2 separate regions of the Mus musculus genome follow, and region 2 is linked to region 1. The links are chromatin contacts, called in public promoter capture Hi-C maps. All regions are on one chromosome and are shown on one strand. Each heading gives the region's core, a stretch centred on a gene start, on an enhancer-like site or on the middle of the called end of the contact. The rest is flanking DNA. Distances are from core to core; before and after follow the strand shown. Region 1 holds the start of Rxrb (retinoid X receptor beta). Region 2 holds the start of Lst1 (leukocyte specific transcript 1).

What was found. Capture Hi-C pulls out chosen DNA fragments and counts their contacts.
Region 2: a contact with region 1 is called in a promoter capture Hi-C map of adipose tissue, with 2.7 times the contacts expected there. The contact joins the promoter of Lst1 here to the promoter of Rxrb in region 1. A contact is called at or near these places in 2 of 39 promoter capture datasets (hippocampal neurons and liver), 1 of 484 Hi-C or Micro-C datasets (B cells), 2 of 115 datasets of contacts at active chromatin or transcription factors (embryonic forebrain and pancreatic cancer cells) and 1 of 9 other capture datasets (adipose tissue).

Annotation. Positions count from the first base shown.
Region 1 is chr17:34,029,308-34,035,388 of GRCm38.p6, reverse strand. Rxrb (retinoid X receptor beta) reads right to left here and starts at 3,577. Exons shown (of 10, transcript NM_011306.4): 1 at 3,166-3,577; 2 at 2,345-2,562; 3 at 1,678-1,834; 4 at 1,188-1,367. The coding sequence starts at 3,391. It overlaps Slc39a7 (solute carrier family 39 (zinc transporter), member 7), which reads left to right and starts at 3,699. Exons shown (of 7, transcript NM_008202.2): 1 at 3,699-4,565; 2 at 4,655-4,823; 3 at 4,968-5,021; 4 at 5,135-5,299; 5 at 5,406-5,543; 6 at 5,683-5,879. The coding sequence starts at 4,131.
Region 2 is chr17:35,185,773-35,191,542 of GRCm38.p6, reverse strand. It overlaps Lst1 (leukocyte specific transcript 1), which reads left to right and starts at 3,103. Exons shown (of 4, transcript NM_010734.2): 1 at 3,103-3,186; 2 at 4,502-4,597; 3 at 4,939-4,958. The coding sequence starts at 3,153.

The DNA of each region.
Region 1 (6,081 bases), core at 2,328-4,827:
GGGCTGGAGAGATGCTCAGTGGTTAAGAGCACTGACTGCTCTCACTCCTTTGTTCTCTTGCTCTTACTCTCCTCTCCTCTCACTCTCCCCCTCTTATTCTCTCTAGCCTTTCCTCTCTCTCTCTCTCTCTCTCTCTCTCTCTCTCTCTCTCTCTCCTTTCCCCCTTTGTCTCCTCTTGGCTATGGCCGGCCTCTCTTTTACCTTCTCTCTTCCCCCCTGCCTTTCTATAATAAAGCTCTAGCACTGACTGCTCTTTCTGAGGTCTGGAGTTCAAATCCCAGCAACCACATGGTGGTTCACAACCATCTGTAATGGGATCTGATGCCCTCTTCTGGTGTGTCTAAAAACAGCTAAGGTGTACTCATATATAATAAATAAACCTTTAAAAAAAACCAAAAAACAAAAAACGATGAGCCGGGTGGTGGTGGCGCACGCCTTTAATCCCAGCACTTGGGAGGCAGAGGCAGGCGGATTTCTGAGTTCGAGGCCAGCCTGGTCTACAGAGTGAGTTCCAGGATAGCCAGGGCTATACATTGACTGCAGACACTCCTGATGGCAAACTCTAAGCTCTGCTAACTAAAGAGCAGCAGCAGAAAGAGCCTGGTCTGGTCTGGACGGTGTGTGTTCTGATGCTGGTCCTATCACTCTGCTGGGGTAACCCCGGGAGGGCTGACTTTCATCTTTTTTAAAGCAGGAATTGGACCAAAATGAGCTCTAAAATATCTCTTAGAATTCCAGGAGTCAGCTTTGCTTAGAGACAGAAGGAGAGACACCAAGTCCCGACCTCTTCAGTGATTCTGTAGTTTAACCAGGTCCAAGGAAAGACTGGGAGACTAGGGAAAGAACATGGCATCAAAAGAGGGAAGGGCTGTGTGCAGTGGAGGAGAGGAAACAAAGACCCATGAGGAAAGAGGTCACCTCGCCCTAGGGCCAAACTCTGCTGGGAGGTGGATGAACCCTGAGATGCAACCATGAAGACAGAGACAGAGACAGAGACACTGAGAGGTACCAAGCTGTGGAGGACAGGAAAGAGAAACCCAACTGCGCCCCCTGGAGGAGAAAGTGAGCAAAGTCCCAAGATATGGAGGCCATGGGGCCCTCAGCAGTCTCCCCTGTTCCTCCTCAGGGCTCTCCCACAGGGTTGGAGAAGGGCCTGTGACTGAGGCCTGGCCGGGGCAGGCCCTTACCCTCCCTTTTCATGCCAGTGGCCAGGCACTTCTGATAGCGACAGTACTGACAGCGATTCCGCTGGCGCTTGTCCACTGTACAGTCTTTGTTATCACGACACGAGTAGGTCAGGTCCTTCCGAATGGTGCGCTTGAAGAAACCCTTGCAGCCCTCGCAGCTGTAAACCCCATAGTGCTTGCCTACGAGAAAGGTTGGCAGTTAAGACAGTTTTGTGGAGACCTCCTTCTTAGGGAGTCTCTTACCAATCTGCCCAGAGAGGGAACATAGTCTAAATCCTTCCTGTGTTTCATCCAAAAAGGTGACTCAGTCTTCGGTGACCAGAAACCATGTAGCACCCCCACTCCTACCCCTCTCCACATCTGATATGAATCTAAAGGTCCCATAGGCCTCCTTGCTCTGACCAGCCTCAAGAACCCTTGGGAGCCCCATAGGCAGTGGTAAACAGCCCCGACGTGCTTTTTTCTTCTACGGCTGTGCTGAGCCCCATACCTGAGCTTCGGTCCCCGCAGATTGCACAGAGCCGTTTGCCAGCCCCAGGACCACCTGGAGGGGGTGGACAGTGCAGGCCCCGGACCCCTAAGACCGGTGGCTTCACATCTTCAGGGGGGCCAGACCCACCCCCAGGGAGCGACACTGTGGAGTTGATCTGGGATGGGGGAGACAGGGAAGTCACAGGAGACTCTCATATGTCAGGCAAACCACTTCCTGCTTGTGAGCAAGCCCTGTACTATTCCAGAAGGTACTGGGGACACTACTGTCTAACGTAAAGGGCCTTCCTTGCACGTGACACCAAGAGTGATGTCCACCCTTCTGTAATTGTGCTACAGTGGCCCTGAAGGGCACAGGTCTTAGAAGGGCAGGCATATTGAAGCGAAAAGGGCAGCAAAGCCACCGTGAGCTGAACAGGACATCAAAAATATTCCCTGCAGGCTTAGGGTTTGTTTTCAAAACAGAGCTGATGAAGCATGCACCCCCACAGACCACCCCCTTCAGGAAGAGCAAGGGGTCCGAGACCACAGGCTTGCTATGATTAGAGAACTAGAAAGATCAACGGGTTTTGGGGAAGTTCACCCAAAGATGGGGAGTGGGGGTGAGAAGTTGAGAACAAGGAACTGAAGGCACAGTGGCAATAAGCAGGCCACAACCTCTCTCTCACCTGAGGGCTGCTGACAGGCCCGGAGAATCCTGGGGGAGCCGGAGGGGGCAGACCAGGGGACCCCATGGAAGAACTGATGACTGGGAAGGGGGAGCCCAGTGGCGGGGGTGGCATTGGAGGTGGAGGTGCTGAAGGGGTAAGAGGTGGGCCAGGAGGAGAAGACGGACGGATCCCCTGAGAAAGGGGATTTGGGGAGGAGCTGTCTGGGCTTCGGGAATCTGAGAAGTGGGTACGTACAAGGCAGACACACACGGACAGGAGAGACAAGAAGAGAAAGTGAGCCTTTTGATCATCCAAATGGACACTTTAATTCTCCCTGACCCACCACAGCCCGCAACCCTGGAGTTCAGAAATACCAAGTGGCCAAACAACAATTTCACTTCTAATAGTCGTGAGAGGAGGCGGTTGACAAAAAGGGAGGCAGGTCAGGCGGGGCTACTGGGTCATCCCAAGCTGACCTCGGGAGGGGGGGCTGTGAAGCAGCACGTGGAGGTGTAGCAGCGAACCCCTCGTCCAACCCCAACTTAGAACATTCGGGGCAAAGAGTATGGCAGAAATACCCGGTCCCAGAGCGTAAGCTCAGCCTTCGAATGCCCAGAGTCCTCCAGCCCACGGGGAACGGTGTCCTTCCCACGCCCGAGACCGCGCACGCAGGCCCCGCCGCGGGCCCGAACCTGAAGGGCGGAAGCTCCCCCGCCGCGCCCCGCCCCGGGGGAGGGCGCTGGGCCTCGGGACGTCGAGGGCGCGTGTTTACAAACAAGGGGGCGGGAGCGCGGGGAGGGGGCGCGAGGGGCGCCGGCCCGGGCCCACGGGACACTCACCCCGCCCGCTGTCGCCCATCCCGTCCCGGCCAGCCTCCCCCGGCTCCGGCTCCAGGGCTTGCTGCTCTCCGGCCGCCGCCGCCGCCGCCGCGGGATCCAGCCAGGGCCGCCGCCGCCGCCACCGGGACGCGACCCCACAATGCATCTCTTTTCTCACCCCCACCGGCCCACACTGCCCCGCGGCATGCCGCGGCGGGAGGAAGGGCGGACGAGTGGCCCAAGACATGACGCCCGGGCCGAGGGCGGGGAAGCCGGAGAGGCGCCAGGGACGCGCAGGGGGGACAGCGGGGGACTCGGGGGCCGCGACGAAGCCGCGGAGGCGAGCAGGCCGCGGCCTGTGGCAGCGCGACTCAAGAGCCGCGCTCGGCTCGGCACTGAGATGACAGCACCGGCGCGGCCGCCATCTTTGTACAGACGGGAAGTCTCGCCTTGAGCTCCCGCCCCTTCGCCGAGGTGGAAACGGAGGAGGCGGTGCCCGCCAGCCCGCCGTCCCCTCGGATAACCCCCCAGCTCTGCGCATGCGTCCTGACGCCGTGGCCGCGCCGCCCTCGGGGCGCCGCCATGTTGGTAAAGGTATCGGGGCGCAGGCAAGAAAGGGAGCTTCCGGATCTCGCGGGAGCTCGAGGCGTGAGTGCCACGTCCCAGCAAACCGAGAACCGAGAGGATCCCGGAGCCGGTGAGAGGTCCCTGCTGCTCCCTTACGGCGCTTTCCAGGCCTTTACCCCAACCAGTGGGCCATAGAGACGCGGGCCCAGAGAGACCGTAAAGTTGCTGATCAAAGGCTAGAGCGGTGTCGGGGGTGGGGGGCTGCATCCAGGAAGGGTGTTGGGGATGAGGTGGACCGGCCTTGGGGACAATGTAAGAGCGGAGCAAGTAGTATAGAGGAAGGGCTTCAAGGGACGCGGATCCCGAATAGGTAGATTGAGAGTCAAGTCGAGTCGTCTCTTGTTCCTCCGGTCAGCGTGATGACCATGGGCCTGCGGGCCCCCCACTGGGTGGCTGTGGGACTGCTGACCTGGGCGGCTTTGGGGCTGCTGGTGGCCGGACACGAGGGTCATGGTGACCTGCACAAAGATGTGGAAGAGGACTTCCATGGCCACAGTCACGGGCACTCACATGAAGATTTCCACCATGGCCACAGCCACGGGCACTCGCATGAAGATTTCCACCATGGCCACGGCCACACTCATGAAAGCATCTGGCATGGGCATGCCCACAGCCACGACCATGGACACTCACGTGAGGAATTACACCATGGCCATAGCCATGGCCACTCCCACGATAGCCTCCACCACGGAGGACATGGACATGCCCATCGTGAACATAGCCATGGGACTTCTAGGGAGGCTGGGGCTCCAGGCATCAAACACCACCTGGACACTGTCACCCTCTGGGCCTACGTGAGTCGCCAGGGGATGTGGGGAAGAGGGACTGGTTCTTAATCGGTGGGAAGCTCCATCTTTGCCTTCTGATTGTGCTTCTCCACCAGGCACTGGGGGCCACAGTGCTGATCTCCGCAGCTCCGTTCTTCGTGCTGTTCCTCATCCCAGTAGAATCTAACTCTCCCAGGCACCGCTCTCTGCTCCAGATCCTGCTCAGTTTTGCTTCCGGGGGGCTCCTGGGTGATGCGTTCCTCCACCTCATCCCGCATGCCTTGGGTAAGTAACTTGTGGGCTCCGCCTCAAAGGCTTAAGCGGTTTTGTTCTTTCTCTTTAATGATCCCAGATTTTCCGGTTGTCTTCAAACACACATCCCCTGAGCCAGGCATTCCCTCATCAAGCCTTTTCTCCCACTTCCCGCAGAACCTCATTCTCACCACGCTCCAGAGCAGCCTGGACATGGACACTCCCACAGTGGTGAGAAAAACCAGGGACTGGTGTGCTGGGAAAGGGCAACCTCTCCATTCCCATGCTTCGCCTCTTACACTTGAGTCTGCGTCTCCCTTCATGCTTTACTGCCTCCGTTCCAGGCCAGGGCCCCATTCTCTCTGTGGGGCTGTGGGTTCTCAGTGGGATTGTCGCCTTCCTCGTGGTGGAGAAATTTGTGAGACACGTGAAAGGAGGACATGGACACAGTCACGGACACGGAGACAGGCATGCGCATGGAGACAGTCACACCCATGGAGATAGACATGGTGAGCCCGCGTTGCCTGCTCTGTAACACACTCAGGGTCACCCTGTGGAGCAGGACACATGCGAAAGCTCTGTTCCCCACTCTGATCAACTCCTGTTCTCCCTCAGAGTGTTCTTCAAAGGAAAAGCCCAGCACAGAGGAAGAGAAGGAAGTGGGCGGGTTGCGGAAAAGGAGAGGAGGAAACACTGGGCCCAGAGATGGCCCGGTGAAACCTCAGAGCCCTGAAGAAGAAAAAGCAGGCTCAGGTAAGGGATGAGCTGATGGGTTGGCTGTGGGTGTGTGGGTGACGGTGGGAGTCTAGGAAATGGGGGCGAGGGGGGGGCTGTATGTGAACCGGCTTGATGGACACCCTCAATCATTTTTGTCTTGTCTCTTTGCAAAAAGACCTGCGTGTGTCTGGGTACCTGAATCTGGCTGCTGACTTGGCACACAACTTCACAGACGGTCTGGCCATTGGTGCTTCCTTTCGTGGGGGCCGAGGGCTAGGGATCCTGACCACAATGACAGTCCTGCTGCACGAAGTGCCTCATGAGGTTGGGGATTTTGCCATCCTGGTCCAGTCTGGCTGCAGCAAGAAGCAGGTTGGTGCCGACTGCCCATCCTTGGTTCCTAACAAGCTACACTACAGTGAGCCGTTTAGAGTCAGGGAAAGTCGTGCCTTTACCTCTTGCTCTGTTTTACGCTGCAGTCCTCACCTGTGTATAGTTCTTTGATGGCTTAAGGTTCTCAGGAGATGTCTGTTCTAGTACTCCCTCCTCAACCTGGCTGTTTTGGGGGGCTGCG
Region 2 (5,770 bases), core at 1,854-4,353, 1.2 Mb before region 1:
CTCTAAGAACTGCCCATGGTTTTTTGGGGGGTTTTTTTGTTTGTTTTTTGGTTTTTTGTTTTTATGTACCTAAAATGATATCAAAGCAGGCTGGAGAGAAATAAACCCGCTTCAGCCTCAGTGCAGGCTGGAGTCTTGTTATAGTTTTGTCTAATTACCTTTTGGGGGGGGGTTGTTGTTGTTGTTGTTGTTTTGTTTTTTTTTTTTTCAAGACAGGGTTTCTCTGTGTAGCCCTGGCTGTTCTGGAACTCACTTTGTAGACCAGGCTGGTCTCAAACTCAGAAATCCACCTGCCTCTGCCTCCTGAGTGCTGGGATTAAAGGTGTGTGCCACCATGCCTGGCTTTGCCTTTTTCTTTTCAATCTTCACTCCCTCCCTTGAGACCCTGTTGATTGACTGAGCTGGCTTGGTCAAATATATATATGATATATATGTATATGAATTTGTTGTAAGGTTCAGTTTTTCTAGATGTTTGACCTTTGTGCGCGCGTGTGTATGTGTGTGTGTGTGTGTGTGTATGTGTGTGTGTGTGTGTGTGTGTGTGTGTGTGTGTGAGTGTGCACGCATGTGTGTTTTTCAGTATGAGTTCACAGTCACGTCAAATGCTAACCCCGGCCAGCCCACCACCTTATCTGAGACAGGGTCTAATTTCGATCTTCTCTGAACATTCTAGGCCGGACACCCCATCCCCTGCGATCTTCCTTGAATTCTCAGTTTTCCACATCTCCCATCTCATACTAGGAACATGGACTTTCACAAGTGGTTGCCACACCCATCTTTATGTGGGCCCTGGGGACTCGAACTCAGTTCTTCATGCTTGTGCGGCCAGTGCTTTTACCAACAGAGCTCTCTCCTCACCCAATGTTTAAAAATTTTAAAAAAAATGTAATTATAAACTATAAAAAAGAAGAAACCCACTTAGATTGTGATCCCCATTTGTTCTGGGGGAAACACTGGGGGGGGAGTACCACAAAGTCCCTGAATTTGGTTAACAAAACATGCATAGGGACCCAGGCACCAGACTCACCCACCTCTGTCTCCATCCTAGCTACCAGCTTCCTCTCTGTTCAAAGATTGGGGTGTAGTCTTCTACACCCCTTTCTCTCTTGGTCACAGTGGCACTGAGAGACCTTCACCTCAGTCCCTCCTGCCCTCCTGCCAATGCCAGAATGCTGCCTTCTGTGGGAAGTTCTCCTTGATGCCCCAAGGCTTTGCTAACATCAGCTTCTCTCACCCACTTCCTGTCAGCATCTGTTAGCAGATTTAGTCTGACTACCTCTGACTTCCCTACTCCTTTGGTAGCACATCGATATCCTGCTGCATATAGCTGCCAGACACCAAGAGAGGTGCCCTGAGACACCCCAGAGTTATCTGGCACTCGAGGTGCTGGGAGCCCATGCCTATGCACAAACCACAAGATGATGAACCTTAAGGCGGCACCGCAGAGGGGGCCCCTGGAGGAGGTGGACATTCCTTTACCAGTACAGGGTGAACCGGGAGGCTGGGGCTGAGGGAGTAACCACCCTAATGATATCTAGGAATCTCAAAGGAAAGATGTAACACCATCTCCCAATGGCTATTCTTCCTCTCCTAGATGCAAGGAGGCACAGAGGCAGTGGAAAGAGGCTAAAACTGCGGGAGGGGCAGAATGCCTGCGGTGGGGAGCTTCTTTCCACTCTGAACAGTTGAATGTGTCCCCACTGTAAACCAAGAGTCTGGGTCAGCGGGGAGTGGGTGGAGATCCGGGATGAGACGGGAAACCTGCTGGGATAAATGGAGGCCAGACTATGGATTTGGAGTTCCCTGAACCCGAAGGAATCTGCATTCACACCCTACCCTCTGAGCTCTTGTGCCTTCATTTTCCAAAGAAAAGAAGCTGCAGCTGAAAGTGGTGGCCCGCCGTATACTCTGCAGGCTGAGGCAGGAAGATGGTGAGCCTCAGGTCAGCCTGGGCTACATAGCAAAATTCTGCTAATAATAATAACTACTAATAATAATCTGTTCTGTCCCTGATTCATCACAGCTCCTCAGGGGTCCCTCAAACCTACAGCATGCCCCTTATAACTGGGAGGTTCTGAGTTTCACGCTGTTGTCCCTCAAGTGAGGGGCCTCTATCTACCCTCAAACAGGAACCAGCAGTTAAAGGGCAGGAAGTACCCAAGGGGAAGTTAAAGCATTCTTGGTAGCCACTACTCCACACCAGCCAAATAAGGTCCTCCCTCCTGGGAAAGGGCACCCTTCTCTCTGGTTTCCCAGTGGTTCCCACAACTACTCCAGACCCTGGCTCCCTTGCCTTCACCAGCCCTCTCACCAGCATTCAGGATTGAGCAGTGTTTCCAGCTTCCTCCAAGTGCCCCCCCCCCCCGCTGCCTTTCCCACCCCCATCAGCCTGGGGCAGAGTAAATGGGAGGGGGCAATACAGCTAAACACTTTCTCTGCTACTTCTGAGTCTCCCTTGGCTTTTGCTTCTTTATTTTTTTGGGTTTTTTTTTGTTTGTTTGTTTGTTTGTTTTTTTGAGACAGGGTTTCTCTGTATAGCCCTGGCTGTCCTGGAACTCACTATGTAGACCAGGCTGGCCTTGAACTCAGAAATCCGCCTGCCTCTGCCTCCCAAGTGCTGGGATTAAAGGCGTGCGCCACCACGCCCCGGCTTTTGTTCGCTTCTTGAGACAGGGTCTCACTGTGTAGCTCTGGCTGTGCTTGAACTCACAGAGATCCATCTCTACCAATAGGGCTGCGTTGGGCTTTCCTTGTTAAAATCTCGGGCTCCTGGCCTGGAAAATGGGTACCACAATATGTTAAGACAAACATAAGCCAGGCAGTGGTAGCACACGCCTTTAATCCCAGCACTTGGGAGGCAGAGGCAGGTGGATTTCTGAGTTTGAGACCAGCCTGGTCTACAGAGTGAGTTCCAGGACAGCCAGGGCTACACAGAGAAACTCTGTCTCCAAAAAAAGCCAAAAAAACAAAAAAGAGAAAAAGACAAACATAAAATCCCCAGCCCAGTGAGGATGAGGACTGTAAAGGGGCCCCTTGCCTCAGAGATGGGGAACTTGGGGGCACGTGACTAACCCAAGCTATTAAGCCCAGCAGAAGAGGGATTAGTTTAGTCTTGACCTTCAGGCCTGTTCTCAGTCCCTGGACTATGTCTGATGACAATGGGATCTGGTAACAATTGCACAACCAGTAAGTAGGGACCCCTCCGTTCGGAAAGGGGAGGGATGTGAGGGCTGGAGAGTGAGGGAAGAAAAGCAGGGTTCAGGATTAGGAGAAGTGGTCAGAATGAGGCAGTACAGGTGGAAGAGGGGCCTCCTGAGACCCGGAAACAGTAGGGAGTGAGCATAGTCAGGAGAGGTAACCCGGTAGGTGAATCTCTAGAGGAAGTGAGAAGTTGAAGTCTGGGTAACAAATATGTCTGGGTAATGAATGTGTAGGCACGAAGCCCTGGGTTATAGTGTCTCCTGTAATCCCAGCACCAGAGAGGTGGGGTGGTCCGAAGGACTAGAAATCAAGGACATGACTTGTCTCTGCATGAGGCTTCAGGAAATTTGGAAGCAGCCTAAACTATAGAAGATACTGCAGAAAGAAAGAAAAAAAAAAAAAGCCAGGCAGTGGTGGTGCACACCTTTAATCCCAGAGTGGGGGGAGGTGGGAGTGAGGGGGCAAGAGGGCCGGAGGGGTTGGGATGGCGGACAGAGGCAGGAGGATCTCTGTGTGTGAGATCAAGACCAGCCTGGTCTAGAGTTCCAGGACAGCCAGAGCTCCACAGAGAAACCCTGTCTTTAAAAACAAAACAAAACAAGCAAACAAAAACTAATACAAAAATACAACACCGCCCCCCCCTCAAAATCTCCTAGAGTATATTTTCCTGTATTTTAAACTGTGAGAGGATAGCAGGGTCCTGGCTTTGACCCCAGAGCCACATAAAACAGCCATGGTAGTACACTCTTGCCAAGCTAGCACTTAAGACACGACACAGGGGTGTGAGGATCAGAAAGTCAAGCATACTCGGCTACTAGGAGAATCTAAGGCCTCCCAGGATACATGAGACTCTCAACATAAAGTGACAGAAAGGTGGGAGAGACATGGGTTGGGAGGGGGGAGAGGGAGAAAGGGCTTTGGAAATGACCAAGAGACTTTTTTTTTGTTGTTTTGTTTTGTTTTGTTTTTCGAGACAGGGTTTCTCTGTATAGCCCTGGCTGTCCTGGAACTCACTTTGTAGACCAGGCTGGCCTCGAACTCAGAAATCCGCCTGCCTCTGCCTCCCAAGTGCTGGGATTAAAGGTGTGCGCCACCACGCCCGGCTGAGACTTTTTATATATGTATGAAATTGTCAAAAAATAGAAAACAGGATTGATCGGGGAGAGGAAGATAGGATAAAATAAAAAATTGGGGAAGGGGGACCCAGGAAAAATATAGGAAGCTAGGAAACTTACATTTAACCAGGAGGTTGGGAAATTGGTGGGGAAAAAAAAAACCCTCTCAGAGATACTCCTTCCAGATGATTTCCTGCTAAATGGGAGCCTGGGACTGGGAGGGCTCCTCCTCCTGCTTGTCATCATCCTGTTCATCTGCTTGTGCCGGTTCAGTCAGAGAGGTAAGCCCTAGAGCATCTCGGTCACCCACAGCTTGCCCTCCACACCCTTCCTACTGCTAGAAAAGGCCAGAGTTGTCCAAAAGACCCAGGTTTTGGCTGTGGTTCCTATGGCAACCAGCGAGGTTGGAGGGGTGGGGCTCCAGTAGGTGTGTTGTGGAAGGCAGTTCTGGGGTGGAGACCTGCTGCTCTGGCGTTGGGGGCCTGGGGTGGGGTGCTATTCTGAGGTAGCAGATTCAATGAGAGGTGCTGTCCTAGGATGGATGAGCCAATGTGGGGTGCCATTCTGGCGGGGGGGGGGGTCAGGGAAGGGGTCTTACTGAACCATTTTTTTTTTCTTCTAGTGAAGAGACTGGAAAGGAATGTGAGTCTGGGGGGACGAGGAGACAAGGGGGAAGGGTGAGGGGTGGAGCAGATGAAGGGGCGGGGAAGGAAGTGGCGGCTGGGGGCAAGGGGGCGAGGGAGGGGGGCTGGAGGTGGGAGGGTGTGCGGGCAGGGGGTGAGGGGACGAGGGAAACCCACGTAGGGAGTGGGGCTGGGATGAAGGGGTGGAGCCGAGAGAAAAGGGAAGAGGAAGTAGCAGGAACGAGAAAATGAAAGAGGCAGAAAAAGAGGCAACCAGAAGAGAGGGAGGGAATTGTGTGTTTATAAGAATATAAAACACTCCAGAAGGACGTAGAGAGGAGGAAGTGAGTGAGAGAGGAAATTAAAAAACAAACAAACAAACAAAACGAGAGAGAAGAGTTCCATCAGGACTACAGGAGCCGCCCTGTCTCAAAAGAACAACAAAAGCAAAGTGGGTGGGGCGTGGGCGTGGCTAGCAGTGTGGTTTAGTTAACAGTCCTTATCCAGCGGGTGTAGAACTGTGTTTGATTCCCAGCGCAGCATAAAACCAGAGCGCTGGCATGTGACTGAAATCCCACATAGAGGCAGGGAGTCTGTCCTTCACTACATATTAAGTTGAAGGTCAGCCTGAGCTACATGAGACCCTGTCTCAATAGAAGAGGAAGTTTGGAGCTTGGAGAGATGGCTCAGCAGTTAAGAGCACTGGCTGTGCTTGCAGAGGCCCTGAGTTCAATTCCCAGTAACCACATGGTGGCTCACAGCCATCTGTAACGGAATCTGATACCCTCTTCTGGTGTGTCTGACCACAACTACAGTGTACTCATATAAATA